Regions from separate parts of the Bombyx mori genome. Here region 2 is linked to region 1. The links are chromatin contacts, called in public Hi-C maps. All regions are on one chromosome and are shown on one strand. The core of a region is the stretch at or near the end of the contact, and the rest is flanking DNA. Distances in the headings are between cores, read along the strand shown. Region 1 overlaps LOC101735614 (cell adhesion molecule Dscam2). Region 2 holds the start of LOC101735614 (cell adhesion molecule Dscam2).

Region 1 (4,517 bases), core at 1,067-3,566:
TTCCGTCGGAGGTGAGCAACGAAAAAGACTATTATTTCCAATTCGTTTCACGAGTCTTAACATTATCACTTTTATAATTGTTTTTAAATTAGTAGGTAGTATCCATTTTCACATTTCGATAAATAACCACTACAGTCGTCTGTGACCACGAAACTTATGAAGCATACGTAATACCGGAAATTGTGAAACGGAAGTGAAACTGTAAAAATTTCGTTAAACACAGTAACCGTTTCAATCAATTTGATATGAACTTTCAATGTTTTAGGCGAATCCGTTGAAACCGTTTTAACCGTCACCGCTCCATTGAAAGCAACCGTAGAGCCCGCCACTCAAACGGTAGACTTCGGGAGACCCGCTGTCTTTACTTGCAGATATGAAGGAAACCCCGTCAAAACTATTACATGGCTGAAAGACGGTAAAGATATGAAACACCATGACGCAAGCTTAAGGTGAGTAAATGTCAATATTTAAAAAGCAATACAAAAAAAGAAGAAAAGGAAAGCAAGGTAACAAAATTATATAAAACTTTCAAACTAACTCCTACAGAATTGAATCTGTGAAGAAAGAAGACAAGGGAATGTATCAGTGTTCCATTAGGAACGACCAAGAAAGCGCAAGTGCAAGTGCTGAGCTGAAACTCGGAGGACGATGTGAGATATTTCTTTTCGTTACCAATTTATTAATTACTCTTTGATTGTTTATTTCCACAACCGCGTTGCTTTTATGCTGCAAAGAGATTGATTGCCCTAGATGGCCCTAGACGGCCACATCCTGTCTCAAATAAAAAAGAACCTTGAGACAAGTCTAAGTTTTAATTTGATTGTATATATAAATATATTTTTTATTGCTTAGATAGGTGGACGAACTCACAGCCCACCTGGTGTTAAGTGGTTACTGGAGCCCATGCACATCTACAACGTAAATGCGCCACCCACCTTGAGATATAAGTTCAAAGGTCTCAGTATAGTTACAACGGCTGCCCCACCCTTCAAACCGAAACGCATTACTGCTTCACGGCAGAAATAGGCAGGGTGGTGGTACCTACCGGCGCGGACTCACAAGAGGTCCTACCACCTGTAAAAAAAGCCAGTATAGCCATTATCACACCTTTAAAACAGGAATCGTTTAACTATTGGTAGTTTTTAAGACTAAATTGAAAATGTTTCAGTTGAACCGCCTCAAATCAGGCATAGCTTTGGCGAGCAGACTTTCCGCTCCGGTCCGTCTCTTCGGCTGAAATGTGTAGCGTCCGGGAACCCGACCCCCGACATCGCCTGGCTCTTGGACGGTGAGAAGCTGTCCAGTGGCGAACGACTTCAGATCGGACAATTCGTTACGGCCGACGGCAACGTCGAGTCGCACCTCAACATTTCTTCCGTGCAGACCAACGATGGCGGCCTCTACACCTGCTTCGCTTCGAGCAAGGTGATTGATCATAGTTGGTATTCATCGAACGTCCAACACAAAAACTAATTAAAATTTTATACAATCATTTTTGTTGCCTTACTCGTCAAATGGGAATCGTAACTTGACCATTGTAAATAGGTAAAGGAAGTCTTTGTTACTTGACAAGTTTCAAAAATGTCCTGTCGACGAAATCGGAATAGTGGTAAAACGTACACATGATTAAAAAAAGGTTTTTAAAAAAGTTTAGGTTATTACTTAAATTTTATGTATATTCTTAAGATAATGTAAGGAAATTTTATTTATTAATTTTTGGGTATGTAGATGATTAGTATCTAGATTTAAATATATGTATAAATATATAAATAGTTAGGAGTTACATACTTTCTCAGTACTACTGCCGTATGCGTGAGAGAAAGGGACGCCAGACAGACTGGCACCGTAACGCGTTACGGAAGCGGCTTAAGGAGTTATCACTTCAAAAATTAATTATGTGAAACTTACAGCAAAAACTCTGGGTTGGATATTTTTTTCTTACCTACCTTATCCTAGCGTGTGTGGTGGTGAGCTCAAACCGGAGTGTTGCTGACACTGGCCCTTGCAAAGGCAGTGCTTCGCAGAATCTACCACCGGATCGGAAACACGACCCACTGAGAAGATCCGGCGAGAAACTCAGCGGGCTGTGTCTGTGGGTTAATTTACTCGTCGAGCCCTTCGTCGTAAGCGACGGGTTCGACGAGGACGGTGACCGGTGCTTGAGGTACCTAAAAGCACCATTGGATTTAGTTGGGAATCTTACAGACATTCGGTTAAATATGTCCTCAGGTCGGCAGCACATCCCATTCGGCTCGTGTCAACATCTACGGTCTACCCTTCGTTCGTCCGATGAAGAAGCGTCCCGTCGTCGCCGGAGACACTCTGATCGTGCACTGTCCAGTCGCCGGCTACCCTATCGACTCCATTGTTTGGGAACGTGATGGAAGGTAACTTACTTGGTATTTTTCGGCTGAATGACTCAGTCCTGACCTGCAACTTAATAGGGATGCACGGGGAGCCGATTATGGAAAAGGCTGCAATTTAGAGATATTATAGATCAGTTCGCTATAAGCAGTACATATAGCTTTCTCTTTAATTAAATTTCTCTTGTAGCTTATACATAATATTGCTAAATAATTTCCTATTCTCAAACGTGTGTGCACTGTGACATAAGCTTGTCCCTGGTACAGGGTGTGAGTGGACTGAGTATTAGTTGTTCAATTAACTGTAGTGTTGTAGTATTTTCATATAAATTTAATTTCAAAATTTTGTAATCCGTAGCACTAATAAAAGTAGTTTAAAGGCAATAAGTACAGTAGTAATGCTAGTCACATCGATCTAAAAACACCTGCGAAGGCCTACTTCAATAAAGAACATTTTGATTTTTAATACCTTATTTGTACACAAAAATTAAACAAAAGTCGTAATAGTCAGTATAGTTGGCATACCAACCTTAGTTCTTGGTTCAGTCCGTGCTCGACCACTTGTCCTGGTGAAACTGGAGAGACCTCCGGGCCATGCCGTAATCCTAATAAAAGGTCTTTGACCCCATATATATCGGTAGCTGGTGTATAGACTCTGATACTTAGCGGACCACCAGCAGAGCGGGCAGTTATCTTACGTTTAAAAGTAATATATTCCACTCGCTTGTCAAAAAATGAGTATTTTTCAATTCTCAGAGTCCTCCCGATCAACCGAAAACAGAAAGTATTCCCCAACGGCACCCTTGTTATCGAGAACGTTGAGCGCATGAGCGACGAAGCCACATACACCTGCGTCGCGAAGAACTCGCAGGGATACACGGCTAGAGAAACCCTAGAACTTCAAGTCATGGGTAAGTTTAGAACTATAAATTAAAATCAACTCTTAAAAATTCCTACTAATGCGGTTGAGAGATTGAGCGTTGTTACAGTAAAATAGATCAACAACAATCCTCTGCAACGTTCTTATTCGTACAACGCAGATAAACTATAGGCGCTTTAAAAAAAAAACAATACTATCAAAGGCGCCTTGATCTTAAAAAATATTATAGAAGAAAATTAAAATTATTCAACCACCTACAAAGTACAATAAAAATATTAGAATAATCGGAATAACTGATAATATGTATGAAAAATACCGAAAACTTGAAAGACGTTGTCGTTAAAAGTGTTTTTAAACTGAGTACATGATAAATAAGGCAAATTGAAAACAAACAAAACATGTGTAGAAAAAAAAACGGAATTATAAATGGTTGGTTTGTTGAATATAAAAAAAGAACTTTACCTAAATATTCATCTGAAAGTAAAGATATATTATTTAGAATTGGTATACCTAGAGTACCTACAATAATAAGACTCGGTAAACTTTTGCCGGTAAAGGCAGGATGAGCCGCCATTTATAATTCCATTCTTTGAAAACGGTAGTTGATTCTACCCAATAATAAGATATCCTTTGCACGAACTGCAAAGCTAATTTCATTTGACGTGTGTACTTTTTAATACGAATTTTATATTAAGATACAATAATTATTTTTATCAATGTGCTCAGTTATTTCTATATAATAATGTCATAAATTTTATAAGACTTGTAGGAGGAATTTGATGATACTAAAATATGGAATAGCGACTTCTAGTGTTATGACATTATTATACATCTCTGTATTAATATCAGTTTTATTACAGGAATTCGTTTCAGCTATAAAATTTTAAGTAAACATATTGATTACTTTACGAAATCTTCAGATTTATGCCCGCCAAAGCTACATCGTTAGTCACACACGCCCCTGCACTAATAGCTTTAGACTAGATACAATAAAAAGAGTTTTTACACAGTACCTCCCCAAATCCTACCGTTTGAATTTGGCGAGGAACCGGCCAACGCTGGAGATACGGCTACCTTGACTTGCAGCGTCAGCAAGGGCGATCAACCAGTGAACATTTCATGGATATTTAATGGCCAAGAACTTACAAAGTTCAATAATCTGGGAGTCGTTTTAAGTTCGATTAATAAAAAGACAGCGATAATGAGTATAGATTCAGTAAGTGGCGTACACAGGGGCACATATATCTGTGTGGCAACAAATCGAGCAGGCTCCG
Region 2 (4,517 bases), core at 1,450-3,949, 35 kb before region 1:
TTGGAAATAAATCATAATATACATATATTTAACAGTATTTTATTTACGAAAAGAATTCTTACATAATATTTTTATATGAATATAAAAAAAAAACACCAATGAAATAACTTAATATTATGGGTATTTTGTTGTGCTAGAGAATATTGTCGGCGAATAAATGCTACTTCGGCCTGTTTAAATATTTCTGATCAAAAATTCTGTCATGAAATATCAAAATTCTTCTTTATAAGACACCACTGAAACCCATTCTTGTTTATGGCTCAGAGACATAGGTACTCAGCAAAAAGGATGAGAACCGTCTACTAGTGTTCGAGCGTAAGATCCTAAGACGGAGATTCGGTGCTGTGCAGGAAAATGAGATATGGAGGACGCGCTATAACCACGAGTTGTATGATATTTACAAGTATCCTAATCATATAAAAACTATAAAAATTAGACGCCGACGACGGGCAGGACATGTAGCTCTAATGGAGGAGACCAGAATGCCAAGAGAACTACTATATGGCAAACCAGAGGGCCGCGTAAGTCGTGGCAGGCCCAAACTCCGATGGTTAGATGGCGTAGAGCACGACCTCAAAGTTATCGGTGATAAGAACTGGAAGGAGAAAGCCCTGAACAGAGCAGCCTGGAGAGACATACTGGACCAGGCTAAGGCCCACCCTGGGCTGTAAGGCCCAAGATAATGATGATGATTTTGTTGTGCATAGTAAATAAAATAGAAATATTTTTTAATTAAATTTAAAAATGACTATTATTATTCAGACTTTTTTTTATTGCTTAGATTAGCCCACCTGGTGTTAAGTGGTTACTGGAACCCATAGACACCCACAACGTAAATGCGCCACCCACCTTGGGATATAAGTTCTAAGGTCTCGAGTAAGTTACAACGGCTGCCCCACCCTTCAAACCGAAACGAATTACTGCTTCACGGCAGAAATAGGCAGGGTGGTGGTACCTACCCGTGCGGACTCACAAGAGGTCCTACCACCAGTAATTACGCAAATTATAATTTTGCGGGTTTGATTTTTGTTACATGATGTTATTCCTTCACCGTGGAAGTCAATTGTGAATATTTGTTGAGTACGTATTTCATTAGGAAAATTGGTACCCGCCTGCGGGATTTGAACGCCGGTGCATCGCTCGATACTAATGCACCGGACGTCTTATCCTTTAGGCCACGACGACTTCAAGTTTTATTATAGGTACGCAAACAGGCATCCAGATTTTGATGAGCTTTCGGAAGTTAGAGAAATGAAACCGTTCATTTCCATTCTCTTCGTTAACTGTGATTCGGTGAGAAGCGTCCTAAATGGATAGTTGTTAATTTGTGCCAGAGACTAAACTTTGAACAAATTTTTTTCATATTAAAAACTGTATTTTGGGTCACGAAAAAGACACTGCATGGTGATATTAGTTTTCGCAAGGGATTGCGGTACTAGCTACTCAAATTATATTGCCTCTATCGACCTCAACAATTCTATCCCTAGTATAAAACGCTTATCTAAGTGGTGAAACATATTAGATGTTAAATTCGTTTTGTGAACTTACTACTATTTAGGTAGTATATAACTATTAATTTTTAATACCACACCATATGGATTTTTATTGGTCTTGTAGGCAGACGAATATGTAGCCCACCTGATAGTAAGCGTTTGCCGTCGCCAATGGACGTCAGCAATGCCAGAGTTGGAACAACGCCGCTGCCTAAAATGTACAATGGATCTATTCCGTCTTCCTAAAGTACATAACTTCATCTGTTCAGGCCTAAACCAGCATAAACTGGATTATTTTATTTGGCAAACTTTTATCTTCGACACCGAGAAAGCCCCCTTCGAAAACTGAATGACATACTACCCATCTGTAGACATACTGACATCAGCCTTACAGTAGAGGAGTTTTCTCCCAATAATTGCAGAGTGAATCAGTTACAAGATCCGCTTGTACGTGTGGCTTCACAACACAGTACCAAGTGAGGGCTCTCACTAGAACTTTCAGTTTATTGCAACCCATACTGAGTTATTTCATACACATTGATTTGGTGGTAGAGTCAACTCTCTTCTTTTTCTCCACCTTATCCCACTATCAGCCGTCATCTCAACACTCACTCCTCTCTCTCTCTCTCTCTCATATCGTCATTCACACACTCCATCCATGTCTTCTTCGGTCGACCACTTCTCCCTCTACCTTGCACTACCATTTCCTTACATCTCCTAGTCACATGCACCTTCTCTCTACGCATCACGTACATGGACATGCTAACCGTCCGCTCTTTAATTTTTTAATTACCGGGGCTACTTTCACACTTCACCTCTGATAGAGTTCCTGTGGTAGAGTCAACTCTATATTTATATTTTTTTTAAAGCTAGCTACAATACATTGGAAATGATAAATGGGGCTGAGGTTGTTATCACATTATGACAATGCTCTTTTCAATAAAGAGAAAAATAAAATTGACATCCAGCCTTAAAAAATCTGTAGCTAAAGTAACGTTCGTGGTAGACATAGAAATAGATCTATTCATAATAAAATACACCCACGTACGTTCGACACACAGGCTTAATAACGTATTTCCTGCGCGCGCACCAAATCCCCGAGTCCTGTGACCCTCGCCAAAATATCGGTTCCAAGCTACGTCTCTGCCAGGACCGCGCTGTAGTCCTATTCGTTAAAAGAGAACAGATATATAGAGCCCGTCCTTTTCATGAGACGAGTGTCATTGGCCGTTTATACAAATTCATATCAAGCCTACTCATACCGATCTTGTAGCTTAGGCGAGTCGGTTGTTGCCGCTCGTCTCTCCGCGCGTGTTGTGGTTTATGTGTTGTGGGTGCTGTGCAAACCCATCGCTGATTCTACGCAGGTACGTTTCTGAGCTTTCTTTGTATGCAATGTGCCCTCTTCATTCAACTTTTGTGTAGGAATTCCTTGATTGCAAAAAATGCCGGCCCGACGAATGCGCGGCCGCGATCGATAACGATGTTGTCTTGACCGGGGTGAATATAAGCGCCAGTAATGTCTACACTAGATTTATGTACTCTTTATATTTCCGTATTATGTTGAAATAAAATTTCATACATATACATAATAAAATTATATCGTAACATACTTCAGTGCGTTTTTCTCCCTAAAACCGACCACCTGCACTGAGCTATTTGGACTTAGCTAGGGGCGTTACATTTATTTAAATTTGGGAGTGTTTAGTAGTACTATTTAGAGAAATTTGGTATCGTAATTTTTTAATTTCGAAAAATGATTATTCACTAATTTCAACATTAAACATTAAAATACCAACGCGGTATTTCGAAGGATATGATGAAAATGCTTGTTATTGCATTTCGCATCTAAATCGTCGCTTCCGATTATAACAAAAAAAGAAGCATGTATAAGTTGACGGTGTCAAATATTACTTATTTATTGACAAAAATAGATAAGATTAAAGGTATGTGTTAATGATTATTACACATAACGTGTAGCGCGGAGACGATACCTAGATTTTATAGAACTATGTATATCAAATAAAAATCAATAAAGATAAACCCCACAAAAGTAGAGCAGAAATATGCAAATAAAGACTCATACGCATTTCGAGGAAGTTCGTCCAAAAAAAGAAAAAAACTGATCATAATGCTTATTAAATAATTACACTAAAATTAAACTACTTCATATATTATTTAGGGTTGTTACATACTGTAAATCTTGAGATTAATTGAATATTGCTTAGGAAAATATTTCAAAAGATGTTTTGTCCTCGTAGTTATAACAGCGTGGGTTTAGAATGTGTTGCACAAACGATGTCCAAATAAAACACCTTCCTACTAATTCCTACATGGAATAATTAATGTCAAAATTACGTTTGACACGGGGAAATACTTGTTTTGGGCCTGTCCAACTCACGACAGGTGCAAAGCATTTAACAGAAGACGGGACGACTTTTTTTACGGCAGGTAGAGCAAAGCTTAAACCAATCCGACTCTATCCGGTGCGAAATTCAATCACACGAATACTTTCACGACCGTAGAGGTGAATTATTCAACCTAACCACAGATTTATTAATAGCTAGCTATCAAGGAAACCAATAATTCGATATATGATAAGACTAAATCATGGTATATGGTATGGACCATTTTAGGTAGTTCAGTAATAACATTTAATTCAAGAGGTTTTCACGAATGTGTTGATAATTTAAACAAAGTATAATAAGACTAAATCATGGTATACGATATGGACCATTTTAGGTAGTTTAGTAATAACATTCAATTCAAGAGGTTTTCACGAAAGTGTTGATAATTTAAACAAAGTACCTATGACATGAATATGAATTTATCTATTTAAAATAGAGCTACGAATAGAGTTCTTGTGTGTACTATAACACAGTGACGTGTGTCATACTCATTCATTAAAGTTTTGTGACGTCATCGCTTACAATTTACTCATAGCGTCAATGCAAACCGCAGAAACTGTCAAATGAAACATGGCTCCTGTGAAGTCGTTGAATAGTTCATACATACGGCTATAGT

The links. A called contact is a pair of places that touch in the nucleus more often than the background predicts.
Region 2: a contact with region 1 is called in a Hi-C map of whole pupa, with 1.5 times the contacts expected there. The contact joins the promoter of LOC101735614 here to the enhancer-like site in region 1.

What each region holds. Positions count from the first base shown.
Region 1 is chr12:9,075,415-9,079,931 of ASM3026992v2, reverse strand. LOC101735614 (cell adhesion molecule Dscam2) reads left to right here. Exons shown (of 40, transcript XM_062671492.1): 8 at 1-11; 9 at 266-449; 10 at 547-650; 11 at 1,169-1,425; 12 at 2,230-2,387; 13 at 3,120-3,274. Among protein-coding and RNA genes, the nearest start is that of LOC134199846, 10 kb to the right of the region's middle. Within about 2 kb of position 2,316, at least 1 of the 8 cell types and tissues checked has open chromatin away from gene starts, as enhancers often do.
Region 2 is chr12:9,110,960-9,115,476 of ASM3026992v2, reverse strand. LOC101735614 (cell adhesion molecule Dscam2) reads left to right here and starts at 2,699. Exons shown (of 40, transcript XM_062671492.1): 1 at 2,699-2,860.